3 separate regions of the Mus musculus genome follow, and regions 2 and 3 are each linked to region 1. A link is a contact called in public Micro-C and promoter capture Hi-C data. All regions are on one chromosome and are shown on one strand. The core of a region is the stretch at or near the end of the contact, and the rest is flanking DNA. Distances in the headings are between cores, read along the strand shown.

The links. A called contact is a pair of places that touch in the nucleus more often than the background predicts. Capture Hi-C pulls out chosen DNA fragments and counts their contacts.
Region 2: a Micro-C map of the G1E-ER4 cell line shows a contact between it and region 1, with 2.9 times the contacts expected there. A contact is called at or near these places in 1 of 39 promoter capture datasets (liver), 47 of 484 Hi-C or Micro-C datasets (B cells, the C10 cell line, CD4 T cells and 26 more), 9 of 130 datasets of targeted methods (the G1E-ER4 cell line, the HPC-7 cell line, the NIH/3T3 cell line and 5 more) and 4 of 9 other capture datasets (adipose tissue, embryonic stem cells, liver and 1 more).
Region 3: a promoter capture Hi-C map of adipose tissue shows a contact between it and region 1. A contact is called at or near these places in 11 of 484 Hi-C or Micro-C datasets (CD8 T cells, the G1E-ER4 cell line, Th2 cells and 6 more), 6 of 130 datasets of targeted methods (the NIH/3T3 cell line, bone marrow-derived dendritic cells, bone marrow-derived macrophages and 3 more) and 2 of 9 other capture datasets (adipose tissue and liver).

Annotation. Positions count from the first base shown.
Region 1 is chr19:32,598,012-32,602,525 of GRCm38.p6, forward strand. It overlaps a transcript of Papss2 not described here. Among named protein-coding and RNA genes, the nearest start is that of Papss2, 20 kb to the right of the region's middle.
Region 2 is chr19:32,677,877-32,682,371 of GRCm38.p6, forward strand. The region is part of intron 8 of Atad1 (ATPase family, AAA domain containing 1); the gene reads right to left. Among named protein-coding and RNA genes, the nearest start is that of Atad1, 32 kb to the right of the region's middle.
Region 3 is chr19:32,503,452-32,508,019 of GRCm38.p6, forward strand. The region is part of intron 4 of Minpp1 (multiple inositol polyphosphate histidine phosphatase 1); the gene reads left to right. Among named protein-coding and RNA genes, the nearest start is that of Minpp1, 20 kb to the left of the region's middle.

The DNA.
Region 1 (4,514 bases), core at 1,975-4,474:
CCCTTGGTCCTGTGAAGGCTCAATGCCCCAATGTAGGGGAATGCCAGAACCAGGAAGCAGGAGTGGGTTGGTTAGTGAGCACGGGGAGGGGAGATAGGATAGGGGGTTTTCAGGGGGGAAACCAGAAAAGGGATAACATTTTAAATGTAAATAAAGAAAATATCTAATTAAAAAAAGAAAGTGAGTCTTGCCCATCTCAGAAGGCAGCCTAGGTAAGGGCTTTCTTCACAGGCTTGAAGAGACTGACTGTTGCTATGTTGCTATGCTGCTCTCTGCCTGGTTAACTCACCTAGCAGTCACTGCTTCAGATGCTGTGGGCCCCCTTCTGTGCCCAGTGGTGGTGAGTGTGAAACCCAGGCTAGAAGACAGGGGCTGACGACCCAAATAGTGACTTAACAAATTGTTGTCAACAACAATTTTTTTCTCTCTCTCTCAAGGTTTTGCCTATTGACTGGGTGAATACAGCCTTTCACATCACACCATTCTAGGACCAGTAAATCATAAAGTCTAAATGAAAGACTGCACCAGAATGATTCATCAGCTCTAGCGGGGGAAAGAACGTTCTTTTAATAGAGAGAGGTAGCACACACTTCTGTTAGCCATCTTTGCCATGGAGACCAAAGAAACAGCTGCTGGTCACATCTCTCTTCAACCCCTGACTTCACTCTCGTCCTGGCTCACCTGCAGCCTCATCCCCTGTATACACAGATACCTAGAAAAAGAAAGGCAGGCTGTCTGAGAGGCCAGCAAAGAAGGGAAGGCCAAGTCAGGGCTTCTTTCCCTGCGCTATTTCCTGGGTTAGCATTTTGAAGACCCACAGATTATGTCCTGGTGTTCTGGAGACAGCCCAACTTAAAAGCTATGACTGAGATAGATCAATCATTTCTGAAGGATGAAGTAAGTCGGTGTTGGGGATGCGTGGGAGGGGTCCTGAAGCTCCGAAGGCTCCCTGTGGCTACAGCAATGTTCTACATTTTCATTAGTCCAAAAATTCTGCCCAGTGGTACTTCACTTTCTTGGAAGAAGTTGTCTTTTAAACCACTGCCTAAGTCAAGACATGAATTAGTGGATGTAGCATCTCTAATGGTGGGGGAAAGCCAGCCCATGCTAGAGCTGTGCACTCAAATGCAGGGCTTCCCTCTCTTAGCCCACCGCACCTTTCACCTTGGAAAGTAACTGAACCTCATCCAGGTGAAAGGAAGTGCTGGTCGAGCACAATTTAACTTCAGGTCCATTGAGCAGGTAAAACGAATTCTCACGCTCTTCTGCACCTGCCTCAGGAAGTATCCTTCTCGCTTACTGTCTTCTCATGTGTAAAATGGGATAAGCGTGACTTAATCATCGTTAACATTTGAGACTCCCTCTTATTGTGTAGTCCAGGCTGGTCTCAAGCTCACAGTCTTCTTGCCTCTGCTTCCTGAATACTGGAATTACAGGCTCAAGCCACCTCCGTGGTTGACTCTGATTTTTATTATGATTACACCGTACTGTTGTGTTTGGCATAAGTAAGAAGAAAGCATGGGTTCCCGGGGGGTGGGGGTGTGTGGAGTAAATGGCAATTGACAGAATGTTTAATAAGAGAAAACAAACACAGAATTGTGGAAGCGACAGTTTGAATATTCACCAGGAAAGCATGAGTAGAAGATATGGGTTAATAATTAGTACAAACACACTTCAGTATCCTGAATGGTGTAGTGCTGATATTTCTGCTAGCACTGTGGTGAACGCAGGCTGTCCCTGAGTAACCAAATATTGGTCTAACTTTCCTCCACCCTTCCTATGCCTTTGACTCTTTCCAGATGAACCTTAAAAATCAATGTTTTCCAGTTCATGCTATGATCCCCAGTAACAGGCCTTCACAAAGGTAGAGATATTTACCCTTCAGGTAACATCCTTAAGTACGAACCAGCTTTGTCTTTCATCACCTTCCTGCTAATATGCATGGCTCTATGGTTTTCTTCAGGAGTGATTAGGCTTAGCTCAGCCAGGGAACCTTCCGGGAATAAGATTCAGAGGAAGGAACCAGCAATATCAACTTTAGTCCTAAGAGACTTCTGTTTATTTCAAAATCTGCCACTAAATGGTGATGGGTATTCATTAGGCTTTGTGTTTGGAAATCTTGGGAGAACTCAGAAAATAAAGGAAAATTAAGCTCCAATCCGATGGCAGGTCAGCAGACTTTTACTGTGACACCGCGACAGCATATGTGCTCAGCACATGCAACACTGCCCAGCACAGAGCAAGTGCCTAAGACGTGTAAAATGAATGACTGAATTCAGAATTACAAGAACTCAAAAACGTGTGGTTTTAATAGATTCCATACTTGACACTTTTTGTTCTTATATGTGTGTTTGCTTATTTTTGATCAGGGATTTCTCATTACTGCCTCCTAAGAAATAGTTACAGCTATGTTGCGACTGAGTGGCCTTTTTCAGGAAGGACTCACTTTTGGGTCTGGTTGCACTCCTCGTCTGGCCTCATTAAGCCATAACCTCATTGGTTTTTATTTTTTTTTAAATACCACCCAAGTGGTATGAATTTGAGTTTAAACCTAAGACCCTCCTTGTGGATACACTGTTTAAAACAGTTCCATCCACCCTAACTCACCTTCATACACCACAGTTACTGTCCTCAGAGGGCTAGAAGGTGGGCTTGCTCTGGCCCACCTTAGTTTTCAGGACATAGCTACTAGAAGGCCTGGGTACCAAGAGAAAAAGGGTCTTGTGTGTGCCCTATGCTTTGATTTCCCTTCTACTAATGAGGCTGCTGCAATCAGTTCAAATATATTCCTGTCGGCACACATGCCCCATAAGGATAAATGTGCCCCCCCCCACTTGCTCTTTGAGGTCCCACTTTGTTCTAGATTTCAGCCTGGTATTTTCTTTCCATATCAAACATTTTAAGTGATTATCAGGGAAGGCCAAGACATCACTGCAGGAGACATGGGCCCCTTGTCTTTTCTCAATTCCTATTAGCACTAACATGCCAAGTCCTACCTGTATCTTACCATGCCTGTCCGTCTTAAAAGAAACAAACAAAATGTTGCATTTTTATTTCTGTGTATATGTGTTGTTTCTGTGTGAATATATGCCACACGTATGTGCAGTGCAGAGGAGGGTGTCAGAGGCCCTGGAACTGGTGTTACAGGCAGTTGTGAGCTGCACACTGTAAGTGTTGGGAAGCAAACCCCTCAGTAAGAGCCGCATTGTGCTCTTAACCAATGAGCCATCTCCCCAGCAGCCCTGAGTCATTTTTAAAGGGGGCATAGTCCATGAACAAGAGAACTTGAATCAGATGAGTCATCAGAAATAGGAAATTAAATTCTCTTTCCTCTACAATGATGGGGGGGGGGCTGTTCACATGGCCTTAATCCTTACAGCTGCGCTTTCCCCATGTACCCTCTGGCTGTCATCAGAGAGTGGTCCCTACAGGTTCAACAATGCTCCTCCCTGACCCTGTAACGTGATTGCATTGTTCTAGTGTAGCCCTGGGACTCTGGGGAAAACAGGTGGAGCTGGATAAGTTCCTTGACCTTTCCACACTGTGCTCAGGAGTGTGGGTGGCAGTTCCTGCTCCACTGTGGCCTTGCTGGGACTTTGAGGCGTCCTGGAAATGCTGGGGTTCACCTAGGACTCTTCCCTCTGAGATCATAAACACAACTCCCTTGCCCCTCATCCCGTAGCTTGATGGAGAGCATCCCAACTACACCCCTTCCCTGGTTCACCCTGGCCTCTAAGCTCCTCTTGTCTCCCTCCTAATAAAGATTAAACAAAACCTTCCCAGAAGGCAGACTGGTTTGTCACAGGCATAGGATTAGTGACAAATCGGTTCTTCTTTGATGTCCCTGCTTTGTAATAATTATTTTCCCCCAAGGTAGGATAAATAGGTAGCCAATATAAAAGTTTCTTCTCTCTCTCTCTTCATCTCCCTGACGGTACCTGGTGGGAGAAGTATGCTTTGTTTCGCTGTGGCAACTTTTCCTGCGCTTGTGAATTTACTTGCTGAACAATGGTCAGTATTGTGAAAGTGACTACAGTTTAAACATAGCAAACTCAATCTGTCTAGTACAAATATTAATGTTGGTAATAAAAATATATAAGCCTGTGGTCTGCTGTAAAATGTTCCTAAAACAATTATCTCAATGTACTCTGTAAAACTCTGCTCTGTGCATAAGGTTCATTTCTATGCTGGATTAACATTAGCTTTAACTAACTAGTTAATAGATCTGCTTTACATATTTCATTATTAAAATTTGGCACTTTCAATCCCAGCACTCGGGAGGCAGATCTCTGTGAGCTCCAGCCTAGCCAGATCTACATAGAAAAACCCTGTCTCAAAAAAAAAACCAAAATGTTTTTGTCAACTAAGCAACTACATTGAGCATAGTAACATGACAATTACTTTCTTTAACCTGGATCTAGTAGATTCTTTTTTAATTATTTCCAGACTTACTGATTTTAAACATGATTTTGCACACACACACACACACACACACCACCACCACCACCACCACC
Region 2 (4,495 bases), core at 1,250-3,749, 79 kb after region 1:
CAGTGTGTATGCCTGATGACCACGGAGGTCAGAAGAAGGCATCAGATCCTTGGAACTAGAGTAGAACGGATGTGAGCCATCATGTGGATGCAAGAGCAAGTAGTCTAATTCACTGAACCGTCTCCAGCTCCTTCTGGGAGATTTTTAATACCGTTTCATGTTCATTGCTTGCTATAGAGAGGTTTAAACGACTTCTCCGTCTTGGTTTAAATTTAGTAAGTCATGTAAACAGTTATCTACTTCTATACATTGCCTAGTTTAGCACAGTTTTAAACCTACTGCCGGCACGGTTTCTGAACTCCCTCAGTGCTGTGACAGTGCCTCCCTTCCCATCTCTGACTTTAATCAGTCAGGTCTTCTCTTTCTTTCTTTTTTTTTTTTAAGATTTATTTATTTAAGTAAAGTATATGTAAGTACACTGTAGCTGTCTTCAGACACTCCAGAAGAGGGAGTCAGATCTCGTTACGGATGGTTGTGAGCCACCATGTGGTTGCTGGGATTTGAACTCTGGACCTTCAGAAGAGCAGTCGGATGCTCTTACCCATTGAGCCATCTCACCAGCCCAAGGTCTTCTCTTTCTACTAACTGGACTAAAGGCTTATCAATCTTTTCAAAGAAAGAACTGTTTGTTTCACTGATTCTTTGTAATTTTTGTTTGTTTCTTTCTATTTCATTAATCTCTGTCCTGATTTTAGCTATTTCACATGGTCCACTGCTCTGGGCATTTTTTTTTCTTTCTTACTTTCCAATGTCCTAAAAGGCATCATCAGGTTATTTGAGATCTAAATTTTAATGCAGGAACATAGAATGGTAAGCTTCCTTCTTTGGACTGTTTCCTTGGATCCCATAGGTTTTGGAATGCTAATTTTATTTCCACTAATTCTAGGAATGTTTTAAGTTTTCTTCATTTCAACAACACATTCATCATTCAACTGTGCAACTATGACCTTCAAATCAGTGTCATCCTTTTAAATAGAAATGCTAAATGAAGAGAAATTGGGTGGAGCTGGTGAGATGGCTCAGTGGTTAAGAGCACTGGCTGCTCTTCCAAAGATCCTGAGTTCAATTCCCAGCAACCACATAGTAGGCCCTGACTATCTGTAAATAGATATGATGCCCTCTTCTTGCATGTAGGTGTACATACAGCCAGAGTGCTTATACATATAATAATAATAATAGTAATAATAATAAACAAGTACTTTTTTAAAAACAGGAATTTAGTTATTTGTATTTGATAAAAAGGCAACAAAGGAAAGAACGACTATCCGCACAACAATCTTGAATTTAGGTACAGAAAGCAGGAGGGAAGTCCTAAGTACAGACTCTGTGAGACACAGGACACGAGTACAGTAAGGCTGGGAAGAAGGCAGAGGCTGGACATTACATACACATCTCATGCAATGTTGCAGTACTACCAAGCCTATGTGAATTCAAAATCAATACAGAAAGAGAAAAAAGGAAATATGAAATATAAAACACTACTGAACATGAGACTTCAGAGGGGACAGAAAGCAAAAAGAAGGCACATTTCATGAGAAGAACTAAATGAAGAACAAATCAATTCAAGCTTATAATTATAACACAGTAACTGCAAACAACTAAACTAAGACAAGATATAGACATGATAAAATTATGGCTGTGGATTAGAACAGTCACATAGGCTGAAAGAAGCAGGCTTTATGTTCTACTTGAAAGAAAAATGTATAGTTGAAAATAAATGGTAGAAAATTATATGTAAGGTAAATATTAAGGGAAGTGAATATAATACTTTTAGTTGCGTTAGGTCAGATTTAGGTGGATTAGAGTATAATATTTATTCAAAATGTATAGTTGGGGAAATATGTCATTGCAGAATGATAAAAATTTCACTAGAAAAAGAAATCCATCTGTACCTGTATATACACCTATCATTTCAGAATATAAAAAGCAAACATTAACTATGAAGCAAATGAGAAAGATTTTTTGTTAAGAGGGTGGTAACATATCTTTCTTAAATGAGAACAGCTTACACAATAAACTCTGATTCTACTTAGTAACATGAAAGCATGATAATGCTGCCTTTATTAAATGTAGGATATTAATGTGAGGCTTTTAAAAGCAAAATAAAGGGCTGGAGAGATGGCTCAATGGTTAAGAGCACTGACTGCTCTGCCAGAGGTCCTGAGTTCAATTCCCAGCAACCACATATCTAGCTCACAACCATCTGTAACAGGATCGGACGCCCTTCTTCTGGTGTGTTGAAGACAGCTACAGTGTGTGTATGTGTGTATGTGTGTGTGTGTGTGTATATACTCTGCTGCTACAAACATGTTATAGGCCTGGTGGCATTGAGAGCCTTTAATCGTAGCACTCTGGAGGTAGAGGTAGGGATTTCTGAGTTTGAGGCCAACCTAGTCTATAGAGTGACTTCTAGGACAGCCAGGGTTATACAGAGAAACCCTGTTTTGAAAGGGAAAAAAAAGCTATAAGCTGTCTACTTATACAATATACCATATACATAAAGTCTTGCTCCTGTGGTGGTTTGCTTGTTCATGTGGTGATTTCCTGTGGCAGGGTCTTGCTATTATAACCCAGGTTAGCCTTCAACTTTCAGTTCTCTTGCCTCAGCTTCACAAATGGTAAAACCTGGTTGAGTGTACCACCATGACAAGCTTAAACTATTTTAAATTAAATAATTATATTGGTTACCTCAACTATCTTCTAATTACTTCTAGGAATAATATATGGACACCAGTTCAGAAGATTTGCACACTTACTGTTTCTTAGGCTGATACCTCTCTCTGTGAAAGGGTTACCAATGGACAGTGGCTCATTCAAGTAGCACTGTACCTATAAGATGTTCACCTCAAAAGAGGTAAAAAGTATTCAATTAAAAGGCAAAAAGCCATCTGTCTAAGACATAAGTTCCTTACCTAGAATATACTATTTTAAGAATTTTTCTGAAACTATTAAAAAACATGAATATATGTAGATTTCTTAGAAAAGGCTATCTGGCTTTTATCTTGACTCCCTAAATGGTTAATAATCACAGATCCAATCCTTGGAAGCTGGTAAGTTCTTTAAACTTTTATAAACAGTATATATAATTGCTATAGAGTTGATAAGTGACAAATTCAAGTGATGCTGGAAAGTGGGGCCTGACAGAAGGTGTTTGGCTCATGATCAAACCAATTTTGCAAGTTTGGGATTTTTCGTTATTTTTTACTTTCGCTTTCTTTTTGCCCCTGTGCTTTTGATGAAGTATCAGAATGTGACTGGATATTGTTATCATGCACTTGAACTTTCCAACATCCAGAATTGTGAACTAAATAAATCTATTATATTCTATTACAGCAGCAGAAAACAGCCTAGCAGGAAACAAATTTGGGCACTGGAGAGATGGCCCTGTGGTTCCAGATGTCCAAGGTTATGCTTTCAACACTGACATAGTGGCCCTCCAACTGTGTATAACTCCAGTTCTGGGAGTCAAACTACCTCGTCCGTCTTCCAAGGCATTACACACACATATTACACTTAAATACATACAGGCAAACCCACATATATAAATTTTGTAACTTATATTTATATATAATTTATATTAAGGAACTAATTAACGCACTGCTCCTAGGGAAAACAAGAAAGTTATCAGGCAAAAAGATGTAAAGCCAGAAAGAGATTCACTATCAAAAATAATGATCCATCAAAAAAAAAAAATTACTACTGGGCTGTGGTGGTGCACACCTTTTAATCCTGGCACTTGGGAGGCAGAGGCAGGCAGATTTCAGAGTTTGAGGCCAGCCTGGTCTACAAAGTGATTTCCAGGACAGCCAGGGCTACACAGAGAAACCCTGTCTCAAAACAAACAAACAAACAAACAAAAGACCTAATTTTTTGTTCTTTAGTAATAAGACAAATCGATCCTAAACTCCCCATGGGGGTGGGAGGAACAACTAGGTCTAACAGTACAAGACATTACAGTTGTCTCCAAGTGAAAACAATGAGTACTGAATACTAGCACAAAAAGACCCAAAAGACATATCAGCTGATCCAGACAAGGACATGATAACAAACTCTAGCAAGGCAAAGACACTCAGTAACTGGCATTGAGACAGCTGAGTTAGACCCACATTAGGTCCACATTATAGTTTTAAGATCCACATAAATTTCAAGCACATCAAAGATTTTATTTTTTTAAAAGATTGATTGATTGATTGATTGATTATAAGTACACTGTAGCTGTCTTCAGACACACCAGAAGAGGGCATTAGATCTCATTATGGATGGCTGTGAGCCACCATGTGGTTGCTGGGATTTGAACTCAGGACCTCTGGAGGTGCAGTCAGTGCTCTTAACCGCTGAGCCATCTCTCCAGCCCCACATCAAAAATTTTAAAATCTAAGAAAAAGGCCACCCTGATTAGTGTACCTTCCTGATGGAAGAACACGAGCCACCTAAGGAGTCCTTTCCATCTGACCTCTCCTCCACCATTAACCACATTCTACCCAGCTTCCTGACC
Region 3 (4,568 bases), core at 1,575-4,074, 95 kb before region 1:
TGTGTGTGTGTGTCCATGCTCAGATGTATGCATGTGTGTCTGTGTGTGTGCAGGTCAGACACCAGTGTTGACCCTCTTCCTCTGCTATTCTCCATCCTGCTTTCTGAGACAGGATTTGTCTGTAACTAGGTCACAGGTTGAATTACATGGGTTGGCCAGTGAGCTCCAGGGACCCTCTTTTATCCCTGACCCAACTCTGGAGTTACAGACACCTGCCACCATGCACAGCTTCTTATGTGGGTGCTGGTGATCTAAGCACACCCACTGACTGATGCGTCTCCTCAGCTCCCACCTAGGTCTTAGAAACTGCCTGCCTTCAAGGCTTCCCCTGAGTTTGGTCTTATTAACGCCACATCAGTATGGTCGTCTTCCGAAGGGACAGTTCTGATCATGTGACTGGATTGCTGGTGTTTGCTTAGTCTCCTTACTGTATTAATCATTTCTTAATTTTATTATATTTGCATAATAATTTCCTTGTTGGCACGTGTTTTTAAACTAACTTTGTGCATGTTAATAATTCCAATGACATCATAGTGACCCTTGATGTACTTTACTTACTTTGCTCTGGTTCTGTAGTTGTTATTTTAGAAGTTCCATAACTGTGGGGGGGCTGGAGAGATGGCTCAGCGGTTAAGAGCATTGACTGCTCCTCCAGAGGTCCTGAGTTCAAATCCCAGCAACCACATGGTGGCTCACAACCATCTGTAATGGGATCTGATGGGATTCAATGCTCTCTTCTGGTGTGTCTGAAGTCAGCCACAGTATATTACTCATATAAATAAAATAAAATAAAATAAATAAACAAGGAAGGCAGGCAGGCATAACCTTTAAATGCCTTGCTCAATAGAATTGGCTGGCTTATTAAGAAGCATATTCTCTGTCATATAATGATTCTAGCAAAATCTGAATAAATGTCTGAGAACCTCTAGGAATGCTGCTACCAGTTAAGGCAGTACTCTCACCCTTCCTAACGCTGTGACCCTTTATTTTTTTTATAGTGTATCAAAGATTTTTTTATTGTTTCATTTATTTACATGCCAAATGTTGTCCCCCTTCTCAGTCCCCACCTTTAAGAGTTCTTCACCTCATCGCTTTCTCACCCTTGCCTCTGAGGGGGGACCCCACCCCCCTAGCCACCCCCCTCATGCACCCACCCACTGAACCCTTTAATACTGTTCCCCGTGTTGTGGTGACTCCCAACCCTAAAATTATTTTCTTGATCCTTTATAGCTGTAATTTTGCTACTGCTGTAAATTGTAGTGTGAATATCTGCGTTTTCTGATGTTCTTAGGTGGCCCCTGTGAAAGGCTCGCTGGCCCCTCGGGTTGGGAACCACTGAGTCACTGGACTCAGCTCATTTCAGCTCAGCAAGTCCTTGTGGCACGGCAGTGACCTGGGCATAGTGGGAGATGTTGGCAATGCTGTCAAAAGTGACCAAGAAGAAAGTTCTGATCGTTCACACCCTAGTAAAGATAATACTTACAGTGATTGAGACCAAAGTCTACGGATGATTAGAATCCTGTGATTAATTAGACAAGTGAATAATTCAAGGTCAGGGTAACTAGAAAAGGCTAACTGGCCTTCGGTGAAGTGAGTAGTATGGTAGATCTCTCTTGATTTTAGAACCATATTCAGTGTTTCTCAACAAACTTAAAACATAGGGGGAGGTTGAGTACCAAAGGCATTGTGTGCAGATATACCTGAGTTTGTACACACTTGCCTCTTACCAGTGTCTCACAACAAGTGCATACCCAGTCAGTGACTCCTTGGTTTGATGGTTTGACTTGGATAATATAGTGGAATAAATCGTGGGCACCTTTCCTAGACCAGAGAAAAACAAGCGCACGTAATGTGTGTTCTAGATGTTAATTTAAAATGCTCCCTTTTTTTTTTTTTTAAATTTGTGTTGCTGTAAGGTTCAGGTACCCCTCTTCTCAGAACACTGGCAAGTGAAGCGTACCCACAGAACCACAGGTCTCATGAGTACAGAGCAGTCCTCATGCTATTTTTGAGCACTAAGGGTGTTCGTTTGCGTGCAATAGAGATTATGCAAAGATGCATACCTTCAAATTGTCTGCAAGAACCCAGGTTCCAGATGGGAGGGCACTCCAGTAAGAGCATCTGTATGTAAAACCCAAAATACTCAGGGGGTGAGTTGGAATGATGAGGTCACATGCAAGTCTTTACGGGAAGAGATGTCTTTGTGGGTAATCAAAGACCAAAGAGGTGCTCTTACCAAGCTTCAATGTGTCCACTCCTCGTGTTGTGCTTACAGCTGCATTGAACTACAGTTAACATAAAGTCATCTATCTCAGCATAGAAGTAGTACAGCTGGCTCGATCTCACCTGTGTGCCTAAGTCATTAGCTCTCCGTCTCTTTTTAAGGTTTATTTTATTTTTACGTGTGTGTGTGTGTGTGTGTGTGTGTGTGTGTGTGTGTTCCTGCACATGGCAGAAGAGGGTGTCAGATCCCTTGAAGCTGGAGTTATATGCATTTGTGAGCTATTCAGCATGGATCTAGGGAACAGAACCCAGATCCCCTGCAAGAGCAAGGAGCTGAACTCTGTGCCGTCTCCCGGCCCTCTTCTTTGTCTTTTGCTGATCTGTCTGACCAGGAGTCCTCTCTTCCCCGTGCATCTGAGCGTTCACCAGTTTGGCTTGTTAGCCTTGGAAGTGTATTTTGCCGATGCCTTCCTCCTGGGTTCCCATGTGTGAGTCTATGTGTAACATAATGGCTGACGTTGAGAGCGGCCCCTCTGGACTCCAGAGCTCCCTGTCCCGAAGTATATCTGTTCCATGAGTTCCTGCCAGTGTTCCCTCCCTGGACCTCACTCACCTCAGGGCTGCCATGGCCTCTGCCCTCCACCCTCCACCCTCCACCACAGCCTGCAGACGCTAAACAGTCAGCCTGGACAGCTGCTGGGTTCAACCCGTTTGCCTTCTCTCTTACTCTGTTGTCTGACTGAAAACTACTGTTTCATATAATTCTAGCTTCCTAATGCTAGTAGGGAGGACAATAGAGCTTTATCCCTGTTCTTCTATCTTGTGAGCTTAATTTCTACATATTTTTACATAAAAAGGACATTTGTGTCATTTTCATTCCAGGCTTACATTGCCAAATGTGTACTTCTCCAGAGATCTACTGCAGTCAAATATTGAAGACTTGTAAACAAAATTTACTTTTTGTAATTTTCTTCTCAAAGCGTCTCATTGCTCTGGCAGTTCCAACCATTTGTATGTGCTCTTACGTAAGTGTGCACATTGTGAAATTTGTCCGAAGTGCCATCTGATAGTCCTAGATCATGTTTGAAAGCATAGTTTGTGTAACGCCAGTTGCGTGTGAAACATAAATTAAGAGCTTAGAAAGATGTAGCTGTGTATGCTTAAGGGAAAACATGCAATTATTGGGTCTTCTTACTGAGCATTTTGAATTGCTTAAGGCATTTACCTACTTTGAACATTTACATAGTTTCATTTCTTGGTGTAATTTTAGTCTTCAGATTAAATTTGGTTTGAATTGAAGACAATAAAATCTTCTCGTTTATTTATATAATAAAGGATGCAATTTACAAAGCCACCTTCTTCCTGGGTAACGTTAGGTAATTCATTTGATACACTGGACTTATTCTCTCTCAGGTCTGATTTAGGAACTAAGGAGGTGGCTCAGTGCGTAAAGTGTTCACTGTGTGAGCCATGAAGATCTGAATTTGAATCCCCAGCACCCATGCAAAACCAGGATGTGACAGCACACTTCTGTAAGCCCTACACCGGGACTCAGAGAAAGGCAGAAAGAGAGCCCTAGGGCTCACTGGCCAGCTGCATAGCCCAGCTGCTCAGCTGCTGATTCAGGAGAGATCCCAAGTCAGACATAAGGTAGAGCATGAGACTCCACTGCAGCTGAGGGGCTGTAGTCAGCTAGTGCGTGCTGGGGCGAGGAAGGGGTGGGGTCATTCTTCAGTGGTGTGGCCATTGGATGCTGCCTGTGCCTATGCTCACACAGGCAAGCTTAGTACATTTCACACATGCGCATGATCTCGCTTCAGCATAATTATCTATCACCCTTTCTGGTTCTGTCCCCTTCCCACTGAACCCCCCTTCTTTCTAACAAGCCCTTCTGATGTTATTTGTGTGGATGTGTGTGAGAGGGTGTGGTGGGGGCGGGGAGAAGGAGGGAGAGGGGAGGGAGAGATTGAGGACACAGGCACACTGATTCCCAGTTGCATCACTTCATTCGCACTTCATCCTAACTTGGCTCTGGAGTGCTGACTCAGCAAAGGTTGACCGTGACCTCCAGGCGCACTCTCTGCGCCTTGGGATACAGTCCAGGCAGAAGCTGGGCAGGTGGCGCTTTCGTGAGGTGCTTGGTTGGGCCTGCATGAACGTGAACCAGGAGTTGGCTTACAACTTGATGGACCTATTCAGTTTTAGTGCTTGGAGCAGTGGCAGCGTGTTCCTGAAAATGAACTCTGATTGCTTCCTTATAGGAGTTAACTGATTTCTCTTTTCTCTCTCTTCCTGATGGGCCGTGAAGTGAACAGCTCTACCCAGCCAGGTTCCTCCTGCTACAC